Linked DNA regions of Mus musculus: region 2 is linked to region 1. A link is a contact called in public Micro-C data. All regions are on one chromosome and are shown on one strand. The core of a region is the stretch at or near the end of the contact, and the rest is flanking DNA. Distances in the headings are between cores, read along the strand shown.

Region 1 (4,656 bases), core at 1,201-3,700:
GGAAGTAAGGCCCACGCCTGTGCCTGCACCTGTGCCTGGTGCTCTTCTTAGCCTCTTGTTACAGTGATGAAAGGCCAGAGAGTCCACATCGGAGCTGTGAACCCAGGCATAAAACCCTGCACGTGCACGCAGAGCTCAAAGTCCACAGGATTCCCATACACACTGGCCTCCTTCACAACCCTCTTGTAAAGAAAGTTCTGTTACAGAACAGGGCTCAGGGAGGCAAATGAAGCCCAATTAAAAACACTCAGCATTTTGGCTACACTTCTTTCTGGTTAGTTTGTTACACATAGGTTAAGTTGTAATGTTTTAAAGAATTTAAAAAAAAAATTTCATAGCTGTAAGCAAAGCAGGATATACTACATTTGACTGGACATATGACATGGCCGACTGTGAAGTGCTCTGTTAGTCTATAAGGTACCAGAAGGAGATTGGTACCACTACGGGATGTCACGGACTGAGAAATATGCCCAGGTTTCAGCCACATTAAAAGTCAGACATTAAAACAGTGTTTCATGGAGGTGACCTACTCTTGACTACCCTGACTTCGACAGAGCCATGGCCCTGCTGCCAAACCTCCCTCCCAGACGGGTGCTGGTCGCTTCCCAGAACACAGCCTTGGGCCTGCCCTCATCAGAGAGACTGCCCAGGAAGAGAACTCCGTTTTCTGTTTTTATAGACTGTACCCTGTGCACCTGTAACAGGCACTTAAAAAACCATTTCCTGATGTAATGATGTGCGAGAAGATGTTTGTAAGAGGAAGGTAGAAATTACCACTGAACTGAAAAGTCTAAAGCTTTGTTGGGAAACAGTGGACAAACGGGATGGGAGAGATGGAAGGAGCTTTGGCTCAGAGCCAGTGACCCCGACTTTTCTTTCTTTTTCTTTTCTTTTTTTGTTTTTTGTTTTGGGGGAGGGGTTGAAACACGGTTTCTCTGTATATCCTTGGCTGTCCTGGAACTCACTCAGTACACCAGGCTGGCCTCGAACTCAGAAATCCACCTGCCTCTGTCTCCCGAGTGCTGGGATTAAAGGCATGGGCCACCACACCCGGCTCAACCCTGACTTTTCAATGTCTTTCCTTGCTACAGATGAGCACTATCATTTTCTTGCCCCCTTCCTGCTGCTTTGAACCTCTTGATCAAGTTTAATACAATACTGTTGGAGAATACTATCTAGAGACTGTTTTCACACTCAGAATGAACACTGTCTTGGGACACCATCCATTAATTCCAAGTGATAACCTATAAGGTGCCAGTGAGGGGAGGGAGATGACACACTTCTGGAATCATCTGGAGTCAACGTACAGCATCGTTTCTGCTAACATAGAATTCTGACAACAGGAGACAAAAACATTGGGCGATTGGAGTCTTTATGGCTTGGCATTGCAGTTTTCTGTGGAAGTTCACTAGGATTTCTGCTTGAACTGGCAAAAGGAGTTTGATTAGTGAAAAGAGACAGAGGCAGACTCAGTCCTCAAGTATGGTCCTTGCTGAACACAAGCCTGGCCCAGAACGTAAGCCACTGTGGTCGCTCTTTTCCTCATGTTCTTTCCTTTCTGTATGAATATGCATAGTCATTCTGAGACATGAAGAAATGTGTCGAGTTCCCTAAAAGATATGATGACGGGTCAGACAACTCTGGCCTCAGAAGCAAGACTGTACTAGTAAAGATGATATGTTTTACTCAAATGAGCTACAAGATGGAGAGAATGAAAGAAAGTTCTAGCAAAGAAATAAAACCAAGATGGGATATATAGATGGGACACATGAAGTTTGGGGGAGACCAGGGAGGTGTCACACAGGGGAACCAGGGAAGGCTTTGGCTTGGCTCATGGGAAGGAGCCAGCCAACATGGACAGTGATGTTCCCGGGGCTTCCTTCTGCACAGTCTCCTGATCACTCAGGAGCAGGGTGCTATTGCTAGAGACTTCTCTTGAAGTGTCACAACACTGGGAACACCAATGATTTCCTTGGGCTGGCAACTATAGGTCAGGTCATCTGAGGAAAATACTAAAGCATTTCATGCTGTCTACATCATAAGTTTGATTTAAAACAGAACATCTGAGACCCACATCTGGTCCTTAGGCCACCTGGCTAAAGGCAACAGCAAAACACTGCCTTTCTAAACTCCAAGGACCACCAGCTCCTGCTTACCGTGGACATGGATACCATTTGGCTGAAAAGAAGAGTTGGTTTCTGGCTGGTAGGGCTTCAGGAGTGAGCCTGGTGGCTGCTGGGAGTGGGGAGCCTGTGCTCTCTGGAGCAGTGACGGAGGAGCTGGAACTCTTCCCGGGCTGATGTGGTGAGGAGATGGAGTCGGAGGTGCAAACCTGGGAAAACGATGACAACAGGCAGCATGACCAACTCTTCAAAGCCTTCTAAGTCCCCGTTCTGGCCCTATACAACTATGACACTATGCTCTTTCAAAACCCTTCATAACCCTCCCCTCTCCTGTCCAACCACTGAGTGCTTCTCTGACACATGGGGGGTGGGGTGAGGAGGGGAAAGACACCAACAAAGCAAACCTTAGTCACAGTTTGGGTTTGTCAAGCTTCTTAAACTGCATTTCAAATCCTCTGGGTTTTATGAAATTCAAAGCACATCTTTTGCCAGGCCCTTTTCCTGCTAATTTTAAAACCCGTTCACATTTTAGGGGAAATTCGATTCATATGTTTCTGACTCATTTACACTTAGCTCATAAACATTTTGTTTTGTAAGGCACATCTGAGGTCCAAGAAGTGTTACGGGTCCTTTATTATGACCCCCCTCTAACCAGAGTCTCCTTAAACAATACATTCTGTCTTGCCAAGAGTAAAATAACTCAAACCCCAAAGGTCAAATGTGCCTTGAAACACAGAACCTGAGAGGTCGGCTTGGGTTCTGTGCTGGGCAAAGAGCATTCCTGATGGCGTAGAGGGAATGCACTGTGGCATTTTTGTAGTAATGTGTAACAATCCCAAGATTGTTGGGTCTTTGGTTTTTTTTGTTGAACACAACGCCTTGCATACACTAGGCAAGCACTCCACTATTGAGTGCTATCCCCAGCCGCAACCTCAGAGTACTGGTTTTTGAAAGGAGATATACTGGTATTTAAACAAAGAGAAATCACCAAGGAACCCTGGGCAACTGTATATTCATTTTCTTGTTGTGAGGGAAGACTAGCAGGTTCTGAGTCATGAGATTTAGAATGGCATTTACTGTCTAACACTGGTGAAGGACAGTAGACTTGAGAGAACAAACAGCCTTGCAGGTGGGGATGTCCATACAGAAACAAACAGGATGTTTAATTTGTTGGTTCAGCGTGGGACAGTGATACCCACGGTAGAGAAAGAAGGGAGGGTCTTTCAATACCTTGAGAATAAACAGCAAAGTAATTCTGCATAAAAGCATACTAGCAATGAAGTATGCAACCTCTCTGAAGTTCATCAACATGAACACATTTAGTTAGTTCCTGTTTATCCCGTGCAGAAGGAAAGCTTCATTTTGTACTAGGTTATCAACGGTGGCATAACTTATTTTATAGGGACAACTGACTCCACAAGGCTGGTCTCTCGTGTAAGGACACAGCTGAGAAAAGGGGAAGGTGCATTGGACACATTTACAAAGTTAATTCTAAAGGCCCTGAAGCAATGTATCTTATAAAGAAGAGCTTCAACATTTATGTTAAGGGAGTACGAGAGGATGGGAGAAAATGCCATGTTCACTTTGCATTTCACTTGTGAAGTATAAGGAGCTGCACGGGAACTAAGAGGAAGATGGGGACTCAAAGCCAACAGGTCAGAGTATCTCAGCAAACCTGATGTGATTGGATGCTATCGACTGGCCACTTAGATTTTTATTCTATGGAACTTCGGAGGGCAGCAGCTGCGTGTCCTGTGCTGGTTAAATACGCACTTTTCTAAGCACATCCTCTGAACTGGGATTATCCTGAAAGGCGATGCTGAGTGGCCCACAGAGAAAGCACAGCAAACAAATCCTGGCACTTCCCTGAGAACATCTAGTAAAACACATGAGCCAGGATTCCCCATATGGAGGCGATTTTCTGGGGGACATGTCCTTATTGTGTCTCCACAGTAGCTCTGAGCTTGTGGGAGAGGAATGAGAAATTGTGAAGTCATCGAGTTGGGAGAGATGGGAGTCCACACTGGCACCCAACCCTAGAAGGCTCTGTCCTTATGGTCCTCCAGGTTGGAGGGAGAAGGGATTTGAACAGCAAGGTGACCTACATCATTATCCCACAATCACACTGATATTTTGGGAGACAAAGTAATTAAGACCCTCTGGCTCTCTTGTTTCACTTCAAGAAGACACAACGAGCTAGTAGGTCCTCTGGTCTTTCCTTCTGGTACTTCTACTATCTTCAACAAAATGATGGGGGCAGGGCAGGGCAGACAAGTTGGGACTATCTAGGGACCCCAGTACAATCTGAGGACATAACATACCCCAAACCACATGATACACCTGACTCACACGAGACGGATTAGTTAAGGAGTGGAAATGGTGACAGATGAAGAATACAAAGAGAGTCCAAGGTTCTTTCGTCAGAGTGAAGCTCTACTGCTTTTATCACTTGCACCGGTGTGGTCAACACTAATTAGATCACTAACTAGGAAATGGAGACTACACAGATCCAAGAGTATAACTTACTAAAATA
Region 2 (4,656 bases), core at 669-3,168, 110 kb after region 1:
ACCCTTCATCAAAGTAGCTTTTTCAGCAGAGACCATTCAGAGATTAACCAGTGATCAAGATACAGAAAGCAAGTGACTGGGTGATGCCCAACCACAACTGATATAGCTACAATGAACCAAGATATCTAAGGCTCAGGGAACATGGAAGAAGAAGAGGTAGAAAGATTGAAAGAGAATCGGGAAGTCTGCTGTAAGACAATGTCCTCCCCCCCTCAACCCCCCGAACACACACATGAAAGACAGGGAGTTGCAGCCATGAAATCTCAACCCTATGACATTCCAACATGGAGGTGGGTAATTTCACAAAGCTCCACACCTAAAGGAAGAGCTACTAAGAGCTACCTAAATCAATAGCTTCTAAGAGAGTGACAATCAGTCTTCATCACAGATGAACCCCCGAGTAAGTTATCCAATCCCCAAGTGGTCAGCCTTGAACACTTACACACAGGAGCAAGACTAAATAAACTTAATATGTCATAATATGTATGTATATACATATATATACATACGTGTGTATATATATATATATATATACACACACACACACACATACACATATATATGTAATTATACACACACAGCCATATATATGTCATAAACAAGGGATGCTGGTGTGAAAACAAGAAGAGTTGGAAGTTGGAAAGAGAGGATAGAAATGATATAAATACAGTACTCTTCTTGTATGGAACTCTCAAAAAAATTAAAACTACAAAAAAATTTTTTTAGAATGTGTTGGCGCTCCATGACCTGACCTAGAAAGCTGTCTGTACTATTCTACAAAGGAGAGGAACACTGTGGTGAGAAATCTGAGTGGTCTGATGACAATTTCTACAGGACAAAGTCTTGGCTGTGTGTACACTTACATGGGTCTACAACCGTAAAGAATGTGGGGATACCACACTGATGCCTTAACACTTGAGAGTTTAACTGAGAGCTGGACAGGGGCAGGAGGTGGGGAAAACACTCGGTGTATTGTGGTAAGCAAATACTCCTTTTAAAACTATAATTCTATTTTCCATTAACTCAGATTATCTTCATTATCCCTGCCTCCTCATCATAAATATAAATTTGTGTGTCCTAAAACATGAAGTGGATTCTTGGGCTATCTGGGTAACATAAATGGTCTTGAGATTGGCTTTCAACTGCACCTCTGCTGGCAAAGTAAGGAGGACCTGGACACCATGACTCTTGTAAGGCTAAGGATGAAGCCTAGCTTTTATTGGCTCCTGACTTATTACCTGAACGGTCAGTGAGCTATGGTGCACAGTTAGAGTCACATGCTGATAAGGAGGACCCAGCAGTATTGTCTCAAGAAACTATCAGCAAAACAACAAAGGAGTTTTCATGATTGATAGCACCAAATAATTATTGTACATACAAAGAAAAATGTTATTTGTGAGACAGGCTACCTTTAACCATCATAGACAAAAGATGTAGACTGCAAAGATTTTGATTAAAATATGCAAATGGCATCTGAAATCTCAACAATACTCCGTGATTCTACTTTTCGTCACTAAGTTGTTATTTTTTTTTTCTGTTTTACAAACTTTTGTCAATTATTTTCCATTTTGACATTATTCCTTTGAAAATAAATCTTTTCACACTAGTATTATAACCTAGGAAATCAGACAAATGATAGAGGGCAACTCAGTTAATTATTGCAAATTGGACACACTGTGGTAACCAGGACAGATCAAGAAATTGAAACATTTCATCATTAGTCCTAAAAGAAATCCAACCTTTAGTTATGGGGAAGAACACCTGAATTAGCAATTATATTTGGTGCATTTACGGTTCAGAGTAGGGTGTCTGGATGAAATTTAAATATGAACAAGCTTAAACATGACTCCACAGAGCCTAGATGCAAACCATCCCTTGGAAAACGTGTTTGGCTCCATCCACAGGCCTGGCTGCCTCTCCTCTGTGTCACAGGGTGCCAGTCGGGACCAGTGACTTCTCCATGCTTGAGTCACAGAAAGGAAGCCAAACTCTTGAGTCATCTCGAGGTTCACATTCACCCCTAGATTTCCTTTGTCATCAAGATGTCATGCAATGAAAAGTGCATGTGATCTGGCAAACCTGACAGTGAGCCTTACTGTTCAGAGAGGTTCACAAACAGGTGATTAATTTGTCAGCACAAAGTGAAGACTCAGGTTGAAAACAGCGATCTCTTTCTCACCCTTATTCTCACCCTGAACAAGAGGATGCCTGCGGTTCCCATTAGTACTGCACAAGCTCAAAGGGGACTGACTTGGCATTGTTCTTCCTTTGCCTGGCAGCTATCATTTCCAGAGAAAAAGAGGTGTGGAGTCAAGGTCTGAAACTGAACAATGTCTCTACCCAGGAGAGATCGTTGCACCTCACACTGACCAGGTGCATGGCACTTTAGGGGCTTCATCAAAACTGATAAGACAGGAATCAGGACCAGTTTCTGGGAAGTCAAAGTCTCAGGACCATAATAACATTGACCCTGATAGTCAATGACTACTTTTGCTGTACTGTGGTCTCCAAAGGCCCAGGACAGCTATTAGGTCCATCTAGAAAGTTGCTGTTCCCAAAAAGAAAGTGGACTTGAACACTGTTTCCTGTGTATTAATTAACCAAATAATATGGCTGGGTGTGGTGGCATATGCCTTTAGTCCCAGCACTTGGGAGGCACAGTCAGATGGATGTCTGTGAGTTCAAGGCCAGCATATCATTTACATAGTTCGCTCTAGGCCAGCCAGGGTTACATAGCAAAACCCTGTCTCAAAAATACTCAATATTTTAATGTAAAAGTAAAAATATCCCAAGTCTCTTGTTTCTGACTCCTGGGCCAGTCTCATTAGGAGTCTCAAAGGGTCACATTCTGAATCAAGTCAGGACTGGAAATGTAGGCAGTTCAGCCCCACTGCCTAGAAATTGAATAAAACTAAGGGGGGGGGTGCATTTTCACAGTGTGCTCTCAGTTGAGAAAGCTGGGTAATGAACTTCAAATAGATTCAGGGATAATTTGGTGCCTTGATGGTAAACACTAGCTAGCACAGATAGAATATCTCATTTGGAATTACACAGCTGCTTTGTATTGCAAATGAATAATATGCCCAGCATTCACACAGAACCAGGAAGTCGGAATTTTATTTCAGTTTTCATCTCCACCTAAATGCAAAAGGCTGGCATGAAGGTAATTGGGAAACAATTATTACAGGTGGTTCACAGGGCTGCATAATCGAACAGCCACTGCTACTAGGCATAGACCCTCCTGGTTAACTCAGGCGTTACCACAGAAGAGTGGACGGGGCCCTTGTTATTTTACCAATACTGTTGAGAGTTAGTATTAAATACTCAGAAGGAGAATTTTCTAATGCTAGAAAGAAAAATTCCAAGTTAATTTAATCTTACAGGCTTTCTATTGTGAGAAGGCAATTTTGGTTGGTTGATTGGTTTTATTTATAATAAACTCCCATTCTATTTCATTTAGGCAAACAAATCTATGATTTGGGGAGAACTTGTTTCCAGCCTAAGAATTCAACGTAATTCAACGTAATTCCCTTGTAATATTCTGCAATGAAAGAGTATCAGTTTGCCATATTTTAACTATAACTCTAAACCAAGGTGACTTTGCCCCTAAAGAGACTTCATCAGAGACTGGAGACGTTTTAGATTGAGCATGACTGTGTACTGGAGGTAGAAGGACTTCCTCTGAGCAGCTGGTGCCAGGCAGGCACGCTGCTAAACATCCTTTGTACACAGGATAGTCTCCACTGACCAGTGGCGCTCAGTGCTGAGGGACAGAAGCCTGCTCCCAGTGTGGAACAGTGAAGGTATTTGTGGGAGCAGAAACAGAGGTCACCTCAACAGTACAAAGTCCTCAAGCCAGACAGCACGCTTCAGTTTGTTATAAGCTTCTATTTGCCAAGTGAATGTCTTATGACAGGCTAGCCACTGGAATGGGGGAAGAGATGAGGGCAACACAAATTATTACCCAAAATTAACTATGAGTTTCAAAGTAGGTTCCAAGGTATAAACCGCCTAAATTCACCTTGCTATACAATCTTGGTCCTCTAAGTAGAATAAACAAGGTTTGAAAGGGAGGGATGGGGAAGAAAGGGGCTTATGGTCCCCACCACGGTCATACTATGGCACCATGGCATGTAGCTGATACTCCCCCTTCTCAGAGGGAAGAAAATTTGGTGGCTCGCCTTAGACTCTCCTGTCTTTAGGAAAACACTGACTGATTTTTGACTGATGTGACATGTGAGGTGCTAAAGTATTCTCTACAAGACTAAGAGTTATAGAGGGTGAATTTGAAAACTATTCATCATTTCAAGTCACATACATAAAGATAGAAAGATATGAAATTTTCAAATACTTGACTTTTGTAAAAATAATGACTACCCGAGTTACTGAAAGTTAAACACCATTTTCATTGTAGCCAATCATCAGTCTCACAGGCCTGCATGAAATTTCTGAAGAGGAAATTCTTACACGATCAACAATTTATGAGCTCAAATCACTCGATTCCTCTAAGTTCGAAAAATAAGTGGACATATGGTACAAATTCTCACTCATTTCTACTTTATTTTGCAAGTGAGATGTGTAAAGCTCTCTGAGACCTTCCTGCCACACATGAGAACAGAGTAAAAGTTCTGGATTTACACCTCCCCCCATCTTTCC

Evidence for each region. Hi-C and Micro-C count contacts between places; a contact is called where the count stands out from the background.
Region 2: a contact with region 1 is called in a Micro-C map of muscle stem cells, with 2.2 times the contacts expected there. A contact is called at or near these places in 9 of 484 Hi-C or Micro-C datasets (adipose-derived mesenchymal stem cells, brain, cortical neurons and 3 more), 3 of 130 datasets of targeted methods (embryonic fibroblasts, neural progenitor cells and pancreatic cancer cells) and 2 of 9 other capture datasets (adipose tissue and pancreatic islet).

What each region holds. Positions count from the first base shown.
Region 1 is chr19:28,281,496-28,286,151 of GRCm38.p6, forward strand. Glis3 (GLIS family zinc finger 3) reads right to left here. Exons shown (of 11, transcript NM_175459.6): 9 at 2,157-2,332. Among named protein-coding and RNA genes, the nearest start is that of Gm35866, 80 kb to the right of the region's middle.
Region 2 is chr19:28,387,318-28,391,973 of GRCm38.p6, forward strand. The region is part of intron 4 of Glis3 (GLIS family zinc finger 3); the gene reads right to left. Among named protein-coding and RNA genes, the nearest start is that of Gm35866, 25 kb to the left of the region's middle.